Linked DNA regions of Bombyx mori: region 2 is linked to region 1. A link is a contact called in public Hi-C data. All regions are on one chromosome and are shown on one strand. Each heading gives the region's core, a stretch centred on a gene start, on an enhancer-like site or on the middle of the called end of the contact. The rest is flanking DNA. Distances are from core to core; before and after follow the strand shown.

What was found. A called contact is a pair of places that touch in the nucleus more often than the background predicts.
Region 2: a Hi-C map of posterior silk gland shows a contact between it and region 1, with 1.9 times the contacts expected there. The contact joins two enhancer-like sites. A contact is called at or near these places in 2 of 7 Hi-C or Micro-C datasets (middle silk gland and posterior silk gland).

The regions. Positions count from the first base shown.
Region 1 is chr28:109,208-115,907 of ASM3026992v2, reverse strand. No RefSeq gene overlaps it. Among protein-coding and RNA genes, the nearest start is that of A1, 6.4 kb to the right of the region's middle. Within about 2 kb of position 3,632, at least 2 of the 8 cell types and tissues checked have open chromatin away from gene starts, as enhancers often do.
Region 2 is chr28:459,530-466,101 of ASM3026992v2, reverse strand. LOC101743003 (LHFPL tetraspan subfamily member 3 protein) reads left to right here. Exons shown (of 4, transcript XM_012696653.4): 4 at 1,335-2,176. The coding sequence ends at 1,528. It overlaps LOC101742711 (electron transfer flavoprotein beta subunit lysine methyltransferase), which reads right to left. Exons shown (of 5, transcript XM_062676776.1): 3 at 5,598-5,728; 4 at 5,277-5,464; 5 at 2,667-2,824. The coding sequence ends at 2,672. TRNAA-UGC (transfer RNA alanine (anticodon UGC)) reads left to right here and starts at 5,501; the gene lies at 5,501-5,572. Within about 2 kb of position 1,356, at least 8 of the 8 cell types and tissues checked have open chromatin away from gene starts, as enhancers often do.

The sequences.
Region 1 (6,700 bases), core at 2,383-4,882:
TGAATCAAATAATGTAAATATATGAGACGGACTTGAGCTGTTGCCGCCGCCTCTGTGTGCCACGTTACGTTACGTTGAGGCTAACACCAGCATGTAACTATTAATTTGTCATGTGTATATTCAGCTCTCAGTCGTGACGATCTGATTGCGTGCAGGCGTGTGTTTCTATAGCTTAAAGTCAAGAGTTAAAGAGAAAACACTTGCCTATTGTGAGTGAAATATGTAGGTATTTTCGAATAATATTCGTTACGAAGGTATCAAAGAAGTAAACTACTTTTATTGAGTCTCTCGAGCCTCGAGATCACAAGCTTCCCCTTAACACCCCGAGTGCGGTTAGTCGGTAGTTTTATTTGCACGTCGCCTTAACCCCGCCGATATTAAATTCCCTGCTGCTGCCCCCGCGCCCCCGCCCCTCGCCCCCATTATTACATTATGCCGCGTATTACTCGGAACATGTGTTTTTGAAAGAAATCTTAGTGAATAGCTCGCATCTCATCTATTCATACTTAGCTAGTTTTGAAAAAAGAAGGGTTGCTACATCGTATTGCATATTGTTAATAATAATAATTATAGGTCTATGTGATTTTGTGGTTGAAGCATTCTGAATATTTTCAATATTTCTACTTTTTTTTTTCTATTTCGATCCTAAGCTTGTCAGTTTTAACTGCTTATTGTTTACTAGCTGACCCGGCAGACTTCGTATTGCCTCAATCGATAAATAAGAGACACATCAAGGGGACACGTCAAAGGAAAAACAAAATTGTTTGTTTTTATATAATTCTGACCTTTTTTATATTTTCTCACCTTTTAAACTTTCCCTGGACTTTATTTTACGAATAATTCAAGACCAAAATTAGCCAAATCGGTCCAAGCGTTCTCGAGTTTTAGCGAGACTAACGAACAGCAATTCATTTTTATATATAGATTATCTTCGTAGACAGACGAGTAGTAAGTATAGGTACTTCAAAACGATGGTTTAAAAGAATATCCTTAAAAAGCTTATTCAAAATCAGTTTTTTTTGTCTTCTTAAATATATTTACAATTTTGAATACCTCCTACCTCTTTAAATGGAATGTTCAAATTTCAAAAGCTCTGAAATGAGAGCTTACAAATTATAATGTAATAAACGACATAATATGACAAAGTTCGCACAACAGACGGTGAGTAGAATGTGCTGAATATTTTGGATGTCATTGAAATTTCAGTAATTCCTTAATATTCTATTATTTTGTGTTTAAATGCTTGCTAGTATAGGAGCAAGCATAATGATTCCTTTTGTTATCAATTTAAATAACGCGCTCTTGGTTTAGCGATTTATATATGCGATTCTGGGAAGCACTGTTCTTGGGCTAGTGTTAGCAACGTCCTCAGGTTAGACTCACGAGAGCTCACCTACTTACTTGGTGTCGCTGACATAGCCTTTAAGGCTACCAGCATAGGAAGGAAAAAATCTATATATTTGTATGTATATAGACAAACCAGTAAAATACCATCACATTATCATTTTATTATCTGTTCGCCCATTGATTTTTTTGTTTAGAGGTTGTTGATAAGCCTCAGTGTTATCAAAAAAAACATAATTAAATTTTAATATGAGAAAATGTAAATGTAATGTAAAATGTGTAATTTACGAATGTAAATTTTTAGTGGTTTGTAATTAAAATTGAGTTTCGATGGTTGGACGAACACTGGTGTAAGAACTAGGTCTCCGAACTGAAATGAGAAAATGTACAATATTTTAATGAGCGCTGTTGATCCTTTTCTTGAAGCAGGAAGATCGAAATTAAAGTAGTTATGACGACGTAAGCAATGATTTGTTTGCTACAAACAATCTTAATAAATATAAACAAATGGGCGCCGCTTATTTATCGAGAGCCTAAAGCAAACGACGTGACGTGTTAAGTACTGGAGCTCGCCGACATCACAGCGCGAGTAGGTGCGGCCGGTGGGTACGGGGGCCATGAGACACTGGTCCAAAGTCTCAATGGTAATGCACACCGTATGGATTGCAAGAACACAAACACACTCGCGTGGCACAGAAAAAGCTCAACGTCGAACCGCCTTCTTAATATTATTTTCTGTTGAGCACTATTTGCAGTCGTCAGCTAAATTATACCTCGCCATGCTATCAACACCCAGACTACCTAAATAATTATCCAAGAAAATGTATACAATGCAACTAATCTTGATATTTTTATTTCAAACACTATTCTATTCTATGATTGAAGTCTTCGTGGCCTAAAAGATAAGCCGCCTCGTGCACACGTAACAAGCGATGCGACTGTGTCGGTGTTCGAATCCCGCGGACGGGTACCTACTATTTTTTTTTCACATAATACGTACTTATCAAATATTCACAAAAAACTTCCGCTGTGATTATAATTTGCTTAATTACTGGTGGCAGGAAGTCTTGTGCATCCGTACGAGTAGATGCCACCACCCTGTATATTTCTGCCGTGAAGTAGTAATGCGTTTCGGCTTGAAGCAGCCGTTGTACTGTAAAAACTAAGACCTTGGGACTCATGTCTCAAAGTGTAACCATTTACCACCAGGTGGAAAATAAGCTCGTATACCCATTAAAGCAATAAAAATAAATAAATATATATATTTCCATTGCAATCAACTAACGAATACCACTTTACGTTAAAGTCGGCTAACAAGTGCGATTCACAAATAGTTCGTTCTCTCCTGGTCTACAGTAACCGCGTATATTTGCACACTACAATATTAGACAAGTTGTGCCGCTGTGCGCGCAGTAACGACTCCTAAACTATATTAATATAATCATTATTAACCTGCACCCCCACCGCGCGGGGAGGGCGGAGGTAAAGCAATAGGGCTGTCCTGTACTTACATATCAATTATTTGTTAATGTTCGTGGAATGACGTCACGCGTGTCTCTCGTGCGAGAAGTCACAAGTTCGAGGCTGGGCATGTATTGTATTGTTTCCATTTTTAAAGTTTATTGCTTAGATGGACGAGCTCACAGCCCACCTGGTATTAAGTGGTTACTGGAGCCTATAGACATCTACAAAGTAGAACCTTGAGATATAAGTTCTAAGATCTCAAGTATAGTTATAACGGCTGCACCACCCTTCAAACCGCCAGGCATTACTGTTTCACGGCAGAAATAGGCAGAGCAGTGGTACCCGCGCGGACTCACAAGAGGTCCTACAACCAGTAATTACGCAACATATAATTTTGCGGGTTTGATTTTTATTACACGATGTTATTCCTTCACCGTGGAAGTCAATCGTGAACATTTGTTGAGTACGTATTTCATTAGAAGAATTGGTACCCGCCTGAGATTCGAACACCGGTGCATCGCTCAACACGTATGCACCGGACGTCTTATCTTTTAGGCCACGACGATTTAGAACTTCGAACTTACTTTTATATAATGTAGGTATTTGATTTATCGATTTTTGACGTGATGAATGGCATTCTGTTCAAAGAAAGGAAGTCCATATTCTAACGTATTATTAGGCCTACTGGTTCTTATGTTGTGATGTGTCAATGAGTTTATTGTAGTACCTAATGTTGAAGTTCGCGGCGCGGTGTCGCGGGTCAGCCCTAGAGCGCGGGTGTGTTGGATTCCAACGATATCTGTCAAAGCGTGGACGGATTTAATTGATTCGTGCGCATCGACTGTGCCGCCGTCCCACCCACAGCTATGCCAAACTACGCAGCAGAGGCGCACATATTATGTTATCTATATATTAATAAGTAAAGCAAAAACCTTCATTCCCTTTGTGCCCCTTTTTACGAACATTGCGCGGACGGAAGATTATGAAAATTCCCACACTTATAGATAGTATAGAGAAGGAGTACACAATGTTAATTTTTTTTTTTTATTATGCACGAGAAATGCATTATATCAATAAATAAAAACAATACACACCTCACCTCAGCAGTCGGCTGGTGATACCAAAAAACCTGACTCGTTGAGTTACGGACGCTTTGAAATTACGTTCTCTATTACCCCATAACCAGTCAGCGGCGATTTGTATTATGTACCATACATTACGATATTTAAAGAACCATTCTTACAAAAAACTGTTTGAAAAAATCCCGTGTAAGTCAAAAACTTTAGTCACCGTACACGACCCCGCGGCCGATTATCTAGCCGTTAATTTGACAAAATAACCGCTCTAACTGGGTTGCCAGTCGCAACCGCCATTCGAGAAGCTGAGGACCGGACGAGATGGAAACAACTCACGAGACAGCCACGGTCAAGTTTCAGGGACACGACCTTCAGTAATGAAGAAAGTGACGAAGAAGAAGTCCAGAGTCAGACGGATATTACGCTTCAACATGCCCATATATCCGGCAGTCTCTGTGTGACATCGGTGCTGGTGGTAGACTGACATCTCGGCACCTCTATAACGGAACATTCGTTGTGCAGCGATGTCGTCTAAGCGTTCGCTGAGTCGACAGAGACCTGCGGGAGCTGGTTCTACAGATTCACACCTTGTTTGAACTGTGACTGATGTTGCTGCTTGTTCTGTGTGTTTGCAAAATAAATCCTTCCGTCGGTTCCGTCGTTCTAATACAGTCGAGACAACAACCTCGCGTCTCTTGGTGGGCGCTCTTCAAGTCATTCAATCCCGTTTTTGCAGAATAGCCGTCAGAGCACCATAGTTTCTAAGGAATGTGGATCACCATGATGACCTGGAGCTTGACTCAATCAGTAAGTATATGCAGTTCGCAACGATGCGCCACTTTGAGAAGGCGGTACGGCACGAAAACCCTTTTGTCGTGGCCGCCCGGAATTACTACATACCCGGAATGGTGAAGAGTCCATATCACCCTAAACACGTATTTACGGATCCTCCCGATCCATTAACAGTGCTTTTAGGTATCACAAGCACCGGTCACCGTCCTCGTCGAACCCATCGCTTGCGACGAAGGGCTCGACGAGCGAATTAACCCATAGACACAGCCCACTGAGTTTCTCGCCGGATTTTCTCAGTGGATCGCGTTTCCGATCCGGTGGTAGATTCTGCGAAGCACTGCTTTCTAGCGCCAGTGTTAGCAACACTTCCGGTTTGAGCCCCGTGAACTCACCTACACGCTAGGGTGTAGCTGAAATAGCCTCTTAAGGCTATCAGCATAGGTTAAAGAAAAGGTGGGTGCTACCCCCGCGGCCTGATGAGCTTCTGTCGACGAGCGCCTCCACTCATCCGCAGTATACACACGCAGTATTGTGTCGTGACTCAGTTTCGTTATCAGTGTGAGATCGTTTGGCACGCTCCGACGTTACTGTAAAAGTAAATGAAAAGTCCGAACTAAATATAGTTCGCGATACCTGTGCACGATCTATTCCTGTCCGCCCCCTACACGGGCGCGTGATGATTAATGATTCCAATGTGCAGCGTCGAGTATTGATGCGCGTGTGGCTTTTTCAAGTTTCACTCTTTTGGGCGCCAACAGCTATTCGCAAATTATACCAAAAACAACTTTCCCACACTTTCGATTTTACTGTTAGTATTGAGAGTTAGTTTGAAATGAGTCCATCATTTCGTTTTTACCCACGCACCACCCGCCGGCAGAGTAGAAGTTCGTCCATACTACCGGGAGCCACTGCTTCACCCACAGTGCTTTTCCAGAGATCTTTTTGCCACGTACCATCCGGCTTTGGAATGAGCTCCCCTCCACCGTGTTTCTCGTGGGCTATGACATGTCCTTCTTCAAACGAGGCTTGGGGAGAGTATTTAACGGTAGGCAGCGGCTTGGCTCTGCCTCTGGAATTGTTGAAGTCAATGGGCGATGGTAACCACTCACCATCAGGTGGGCCATATGCTCGTCTGCCTACAAAGGCAATAAAAAAAGTGTTATAATTATTTCTAATGATAAGCTATTATGAACAACTAATGAAGAGAAATCTTTCTGCAATACTCTTTCTGAAGGTCTATCTTGAGTGCCGATTAGTGGTATAAAAGGTTGGTGAGCTTAGCGTCAGGCGGGCCGTAAGCTCGTCGGCTCCTGTATAAAAATGAACACAAACGGTCTCGAACCAGCCACTGGCTGGCCCCTACTGGTCCCTACTGGCGAGCCGGTGCCTACCTTCCCAGTATATTTTGCTTCAGTTCTTGCTCAGCGTATTCCATTACATATTCTATTTATGAAATTAAAGTGAGGCTCCTTTACTGTTACATGTTCTATTTTTAGTTATCGTTCTCTAGTCAACTACGTAAAGACATGCGAGTCGTCGAGTCGTCGCTGGACTACTATCATCATTTGCTTTTTTGAAATATGTCATGGTATAGGATATGCTCACAAAACCTGTCTCCTTGTCAATAGCATTTGAAGATAAGTTGCTATGTTGTAAGAGAAGATCATCGTCTTCAGAATACAAAATGGGACGCGTTAGACACTTAGTTTCTTTTGTCAAAGTATTTAAATGTGATAATAAGTACTGAGTAGGAGAAGAGAGGAATTCATCCCATTACACTAGTTAAGTGACAAAACTGGTCTTCTGAAACGCAAGTTAGATGTCTATGGGCTCCAGTTACCACTTAACACCAGGTGGGTTGTAAGCTCGTCCACTCATCTAAGCAATAAAAAAAAAAAAATTCCGTAACGCAATTTTAAATAGAACCCTCATTTGTAGCCGGCCTAGTACAACGGTATCAGGCCGATGGTCTTCAGGATGTGGTGGAAGTGGTCTTTACTGTTGGAGCCTCGGCAATGCTAGCT
Region 2 (6,572 bases), core at 107-2,606, 350 kb before region 1:
CTACCAGTAACCACTAAAATCTAAGTCGTTGTGGCCTAAAGGATAAGAGGTCTGGTGCATTCGTGTGTAGCGATGCACCGGTGTTCGAATCCCGCAGGCGGGTACCAATTTTTCTAATGAAATACGTACTTAAAAAATGTTCACGATTGACTTCCACGGTGAAGGAATAATAATGTGTAATAAAAATCGAACCCGCAAAACTGGTGGTAGGACCTCTTGTGAGTCCGCACGGGTAGGTACCACCGCCCCGCCTATTTCTGCCGTGAAGCAGTAATGCGTTTCGGTTTAAAGGGTGGGGCAGCCGAGACTTGAGACCTTAGAACTTATATCTCAAGGTGGGTGGCGCATTTACGTTGTAGATGTCTACCGGCTCCAGTAACCACTTAACACCAAGTGGGCTGTGAGCTCGTCCACTCATCTATGCAATAAAGAAAACCTTAAGTGGCCTGGTTCGTATCTGGGTCAGGAGCAAACGTCAGCGGCCGCTCCCATCACGGTTGCCACGGCGGGCGACACCAATGCATCTCTGATTAAGCTACGTACATGACCAAGTGAAAACAACTAACTAATATCTCAAGAATACGTTCTTTGCGCGAGACTTATGTACGATAACCGGTAACCACTTTACACCAGGTGGGCTGTAAGATCGTCCAACCGTCTAAGTAGTAAATAAATAAATAAAAAACGTTTTGTTTTTGCGACCAAGAAAACTGTTGAGAATTCGAAATGACAGAATTAATGTAATGATAGTAAAAAAACGCGAACTCAAACCATTAAATAAGCTTTAATTGTTAAAATAAAACAACTTAGATGTTGAATATGTCCCTTCTGTGAGACCTAGTGATAAAGGTTTGCAAATAATTTTACTTATGCAAATTGCATAAATATTGTTGGATCATAAAATCGCGGGAGTGAAGTACGCGCATCAGAAATACAATAATATATCGTGGTTTGTAAAAGGTTTTTTTTTATTGCTTAGATGGGTGGACGAGCTCACAGTCCACCTGGTGTTAAGTGGTTACTGGAGCCCATAGACATCTACAACGTAAATGCGCATCCCACCTTGAGATATAAGTTCTAAGGTCTCAGTGTAATTACAACGGCTGCCCCACCCTTCAAACCGAAACGCTTTACTGCTTCACGGCAGAAATATGCAGTGTGGTGGTGCCTACCCGTGCGGACTCACACGAGGTCCTACCACCAGTAATTACGCAAATTATAATAATGCACTCGGTCTGGCTGCTACCAAGTGAGGAGTCCTGGCATTCAATTTTAATATATATAATATATGGTCCTGGCTCTCGTCATACAAAATGTCATATTCTCAATTGCAGGTGAGGTGAACAACGGCTACGTGACGGACGCGACATCTGTTAGCGGCTCTAGGAAGTCTCTGGCGCTGCAGCCCGTGCTCATCATGCACCCGCACGCGCCCATGGACATGGACACGTACTCTCACTACTCAGGACGCACCGCGCGATCCAAACACGGAATGTACGCGAACACTATGCATAATTATCAATTATAATTCAACTGTAAAGCGTTTAAAAATCCGTCCGAGCATTGTGTTCACTGCCGCTAGATGGCACTGTACTTTTTAATAAATAGTACCGGTAATTTCCGCGAGATGGCGCTTTTATAAATTATTTCAAATCTGTACACTAGAGAAGGAAGAAAATACAGGTGTAGTTTTAATGAATTACAATATACTTTTAATTGTAACATCTAGTACTTAATAAGTGAAGTCTTATAAATAAACTTGTAACGTACAAAACGGTTGAACAAATTAAATTAAAATTTATTGAACTAAAATTATATTTTAAGTATATATTTGTTAAACTAAAATGTAAATAATTTAGATTTAGCTGTAAGATTTTGTACCTAACATTTGTTATTATATTTAGGTAATAAAAACCATCGGTTATATACTTTAACACTAGATTTTCGGATGGTATGGTAAATTTACTTAAATTAATGAAAAAAAGAACGGATTAAATTTATGGTAACTTCTGAGAGGGAGCGGTAGAGGTTTTCTTCGCGTCCTACCGACTAGTGCATAAGTACGAACTGTGTGAACTGTAGCGACTTTACAACGTAACGAAACCCAAACTAACCAACTAGTGCCTTGTAGAAAGCCTTTTGTATTTTGTGAATAATAAAAAGTTTTATAAGCGTTTTCTTTGTCTAACTTTGAACGTGAACCTCAAAATAAAATATCGTAACCCGTTTTCCTCCCGCGTCTCCAGCGCTATAGAAATTTTTTTTTGTACAATTTTTCCTTATTAAGAAAGGCAAGGGGATCTAAGCTCAGAACCATAGATAATACACTTAATATTATCTATGGTCCGTACGAACGCTTGTGTGTAGTTGACCACACCATAGTGGCTGAGCCTTTGCTGCTCGCTCACCTGTCCTGGTGAAACTGGAAAGGCCTTCCGGCCACCAATAAATACTTTAATCAGAAAACAAATAATATAAAAAAATATGCTTTTATAGAAAATCCAACTAAAAAATAGAAAATAAATTTTAATAAATTTGAATTAAAAACAGTGTAACAAAAAATGATTTTATTGTAAAAAAAGCGTGGGGTGGATGGTATCAGTAGTTAAGAATTGCTTGGCGGCCGAAGCGGACTGGAACAGTAATACGTTGAAAGAAATAAGAAACCAGTTCAAATCAATTTATTTAACTTCCAAACTTTAGTCTTCGTAAAACCGTTGTTCTCCTCTTGGCTCTCCCTGGGCATCTTGTACTCGGCGAGCATCTGCACATGTCGTCTACGCTTCTCTGTCAAGCCGTGACGACCTGGATCTCCTATTAGTATCTACAAATATTCACAATTGACGCAATAAAATCTCTCATGAACGCCCTGTTCCCCGGATGCTATTGTTCCTCTTCAAACGTGAATAGAAAAGAGTTTCTAATGAGAAATCCAATGACTAGCTAAAGACTACAAATAATATGAAGGTGGTACCTAGTCGCCGTCTGTTATCAGCGATGATGACTATGGTAAGGTCTTGAAGACTACTTGTTTTTTACCGATTCGGAATGAAGTTCCACGACAGAGAAACCGTAAAGAAACTCAAGGCTTGCTCCTCTGAGAAGGAAAGGTTGAGGGATTAAACAGTCAATCTGGTATCTTGTAAATTAGATTCTTTGACTCGCGGATAGAACTTAGACAATCTCAGGGATCACCCTACGTCAAATGGTGCTGGAGTTCCAGCTCGAGATAGCCAACGGACTGATTGACAGACATAATGATCGACAGACTGACAGACTTCCCGAGGTGTGTTCTCTTTGAAAAATTTGACTATCGAAAAATGTTAAAAAATACTAGATTTTATTTTTCATCAGAATATAGTCGTAGCCATATCACTGCCAGTTCGGAGCGCATTAAGCTATCTATATTCAACAAACTATAATTAGACTAATTAGTATGTATTAACACAACATTTTGCAAATGATTCCTGTCACTTTTCTGACATTGCACACAAAATTTGGTAATATCGGGTTTACTCTATTGATACAGGTATACCTAATCATTAAGTAATACAGTCAAAACCGTTTACTGCGACATCGTTTAATACAACATGCCGGTTATAATAACCAAGAACAAAGGTCCCGGCTGAATGCCATATGACCGCCTTATTAAAAATATTGCTTTCTACGACATTGGTAATAACGACATACCTCATAAAACGACGACATTTAACTAATATTTCGGAGAATTAGATCTGTTAGAACGACCGGCTAAGCTGTATTGTAAACAATTTGAATAGGTATCCACATTTGTCTTCAATGGCTTTTAAAATTAGGAAAGAAAACAATAGGATTTAGTTTAGTGTAGGGTCTTTTCTAATTCTTAGAAACAAAACACGTGCATGCGGTAGTCAAAGCCCACTTCTTCATACCTCTTCAGTTAGTTTGTTACTTATCTACACACAAGACGCACCAAAACTTTGTGGAGTTATTCGTGAAACTTTCAAAATCTCGCAAAGAATAAGAAAACAAATTAATATTAAAGAAAAATCGCGTATTATGTAAATATATTTTTCCAATAATTCCCTATCGATTTGTTTGTACTTGCACGATACACATTAAACATCACCGGTTGTTACGACTATCGGTTTTTACGACTGAATATGAGCAGTCCCTTCGATGTTGTTATAACAGATTTTGACTGTACTATTAAAATCGCATTAAAATGTCATCAAATATTTATGAAACTATCATTTATCAGTTACCCGATTTAATATCAATTACGCTACATTCTTGTATTGTCTAATATAAGTATGTACTTAATGTTTTCAAACAAAACTGGTGCAGTAATTAAAAAGCAATCGATGCAAATATTCAGGGAAATTTAAAGACTCTACAGAAGCACTCGCTCCTTTTAATGTTTTATTACATAAGTTTTATTGTTTAAAATTAAATTTTTGAAGTCGCCACGGTTCAAAGGACGTCACTTCGGTGTACAAAACCATAACAAGCTACTGTGTCCGGTGTTCGAAGCCCGCAGAGAGGCACGTATCTACTTACCACGGGATCATTTACGTTCTCCGCGATAAATTAATTATGTAGCCTGTAAATTTATAATAGGTGGCGGGCGTATAGCACGCCTGTCCGGATATGTACCACAATTCTACCTAGTTCTGCCGTCAAGCTGTCCTTAGTTACTTTTTTTTCCTACCTATAGCCTTGAGAGGCTATTTCAGCGTAACCTTAACTAGTAGGAGAGCTAACGTTGCTAACACGAACCCTAGCAAGAGCCGTGCTTCGCAGAATTTACCACCGGATCGGAAACGCGACCCACTGAGAAGGTTCGGCGAGAAACTCAGTGTGCTGTGTCTGTGGGTTAGTTTACTCGTCAAGCCCTTAGTCACAAGCGACAGGTTTGACGAGAACGGTGACTGGTGCTTGAGGTACGTAAAAGCACCGTTAGTGGATCGGAAGGACCCGTAATGACGTGTCCCTTAGTTACAGTTTGAAGAGAGCGACAGTTGTTACATAATACAAATTGAAGCTTAGATCTCATGTCTAAAGATGGAGGCGACATTAGAGGTAACACTAGCTAGAAGCTGTCGAGTAGGTACCCCTATTCTAAGGTCAGTCGGACTGTGCATTGCAAGTATCGGCTCCTCTGTACTAAAAGTTTATCAATGAAATTGGCAGTTTCTAAAATTCAAGGTTCAAATATCTTGTACGGGAATGTCGGGGTCAATGACCGCAGTACTATTCCTTACGAGCGCAACTACAAAATTAAATATGAAACTTACCGTTTTTCCTGCTTCGTGCAATTTAATTAGCCATTTGAATAGTGTCTGAGAAAAATCTTCATCGTAAAACATATCACCGATCAAAATCACATTGAACTCTTCACATTTTGTACCAATTAAATTCTTGGAACTAGTATCAATTAGTACTCCATTTAAATTTGCATTCAGATGTGTTGCTGCAAGTGCATCTGAAATAAATTAGATATTTCATTCTGTGTCTAACAGGGGATGTAGCTCAGTGGTAGAGCGTTCGCTTTGCATGTGAAAGGCCCCGGGTTCGATCCCCGGCATCTCCAAGCTTTTTGTAATTCTTTTACTCACGGTGGTCAATGTCGTTGGCCAAAACATATTTTGCCTTCATTTTAGCGGCCGCAATTGATCCCGCTCCGCAACCACATCCAATGTCTAATACATTACGATCTTTTACCAAGTCTTGGTTGTCTAGTATGTACCTGTAACAAGCAGCATAAATCACTTAATTGCAAATTTCGATTGTGTTTTGAACAGGCAGAAGTCAGAAGCGGCTTTACCCATGATGCAGGGTGTGGGCGTAGCGGCGACAGGGGGCGCTAGCGTCGACACTTTCAATGAACCTGCCATGGGAGGGTGTGCACACGGACGAAACATAAACCAGAAAAGAGCCGTTTTTTTTAAATGGGCCTTGTGAATATCCCAATGAGTGCTGTTTTAACATACAACAATCTGAATTTTTTTAATGAGAACGAAAATAATTTCAGTACAAAACTGATTTTCTGAATGATATCTCTAGGTACCTATTAATTTTTTTTAAGTTCGATTTTTCTTGTAAATCTATACAGGTATGGCTACCTTATTTTGAATAATATGATTTGTAAAATTTCAGGCTTTTCGAATTCTTGCGCCATCTGTTGTCAAATAGTTAATTAAAATATTTGTTTTGTTTACTACTAGATGGCAGGTTGCATTTTACAGCTGATTTTTTTGTTCTAATAATAATTGTGAATCGAAAACACAAGTGATTGTAAAATAATAATTACGTAGTGAACATTTATTAAATAATTTCTACAAATTTTCCTACAAAAAACACTATACTCAACTGATAAATACAAATAAACAGGAAAAATTAGTCAATTTGCATAAATACAAATTAATATAGCAAAATTTAACATTATTTTAACTATTATTAAACAAAATTAATGTGATTCCAAGTAAAATTCATACCAATTTGTGTTGTTAAGGATATTAATTAACGTGTTTTCATGACAATGTTAATTAGCTTCTCGTTTGAAAAAACGTTTTTGGTAATTCCGAAAACTA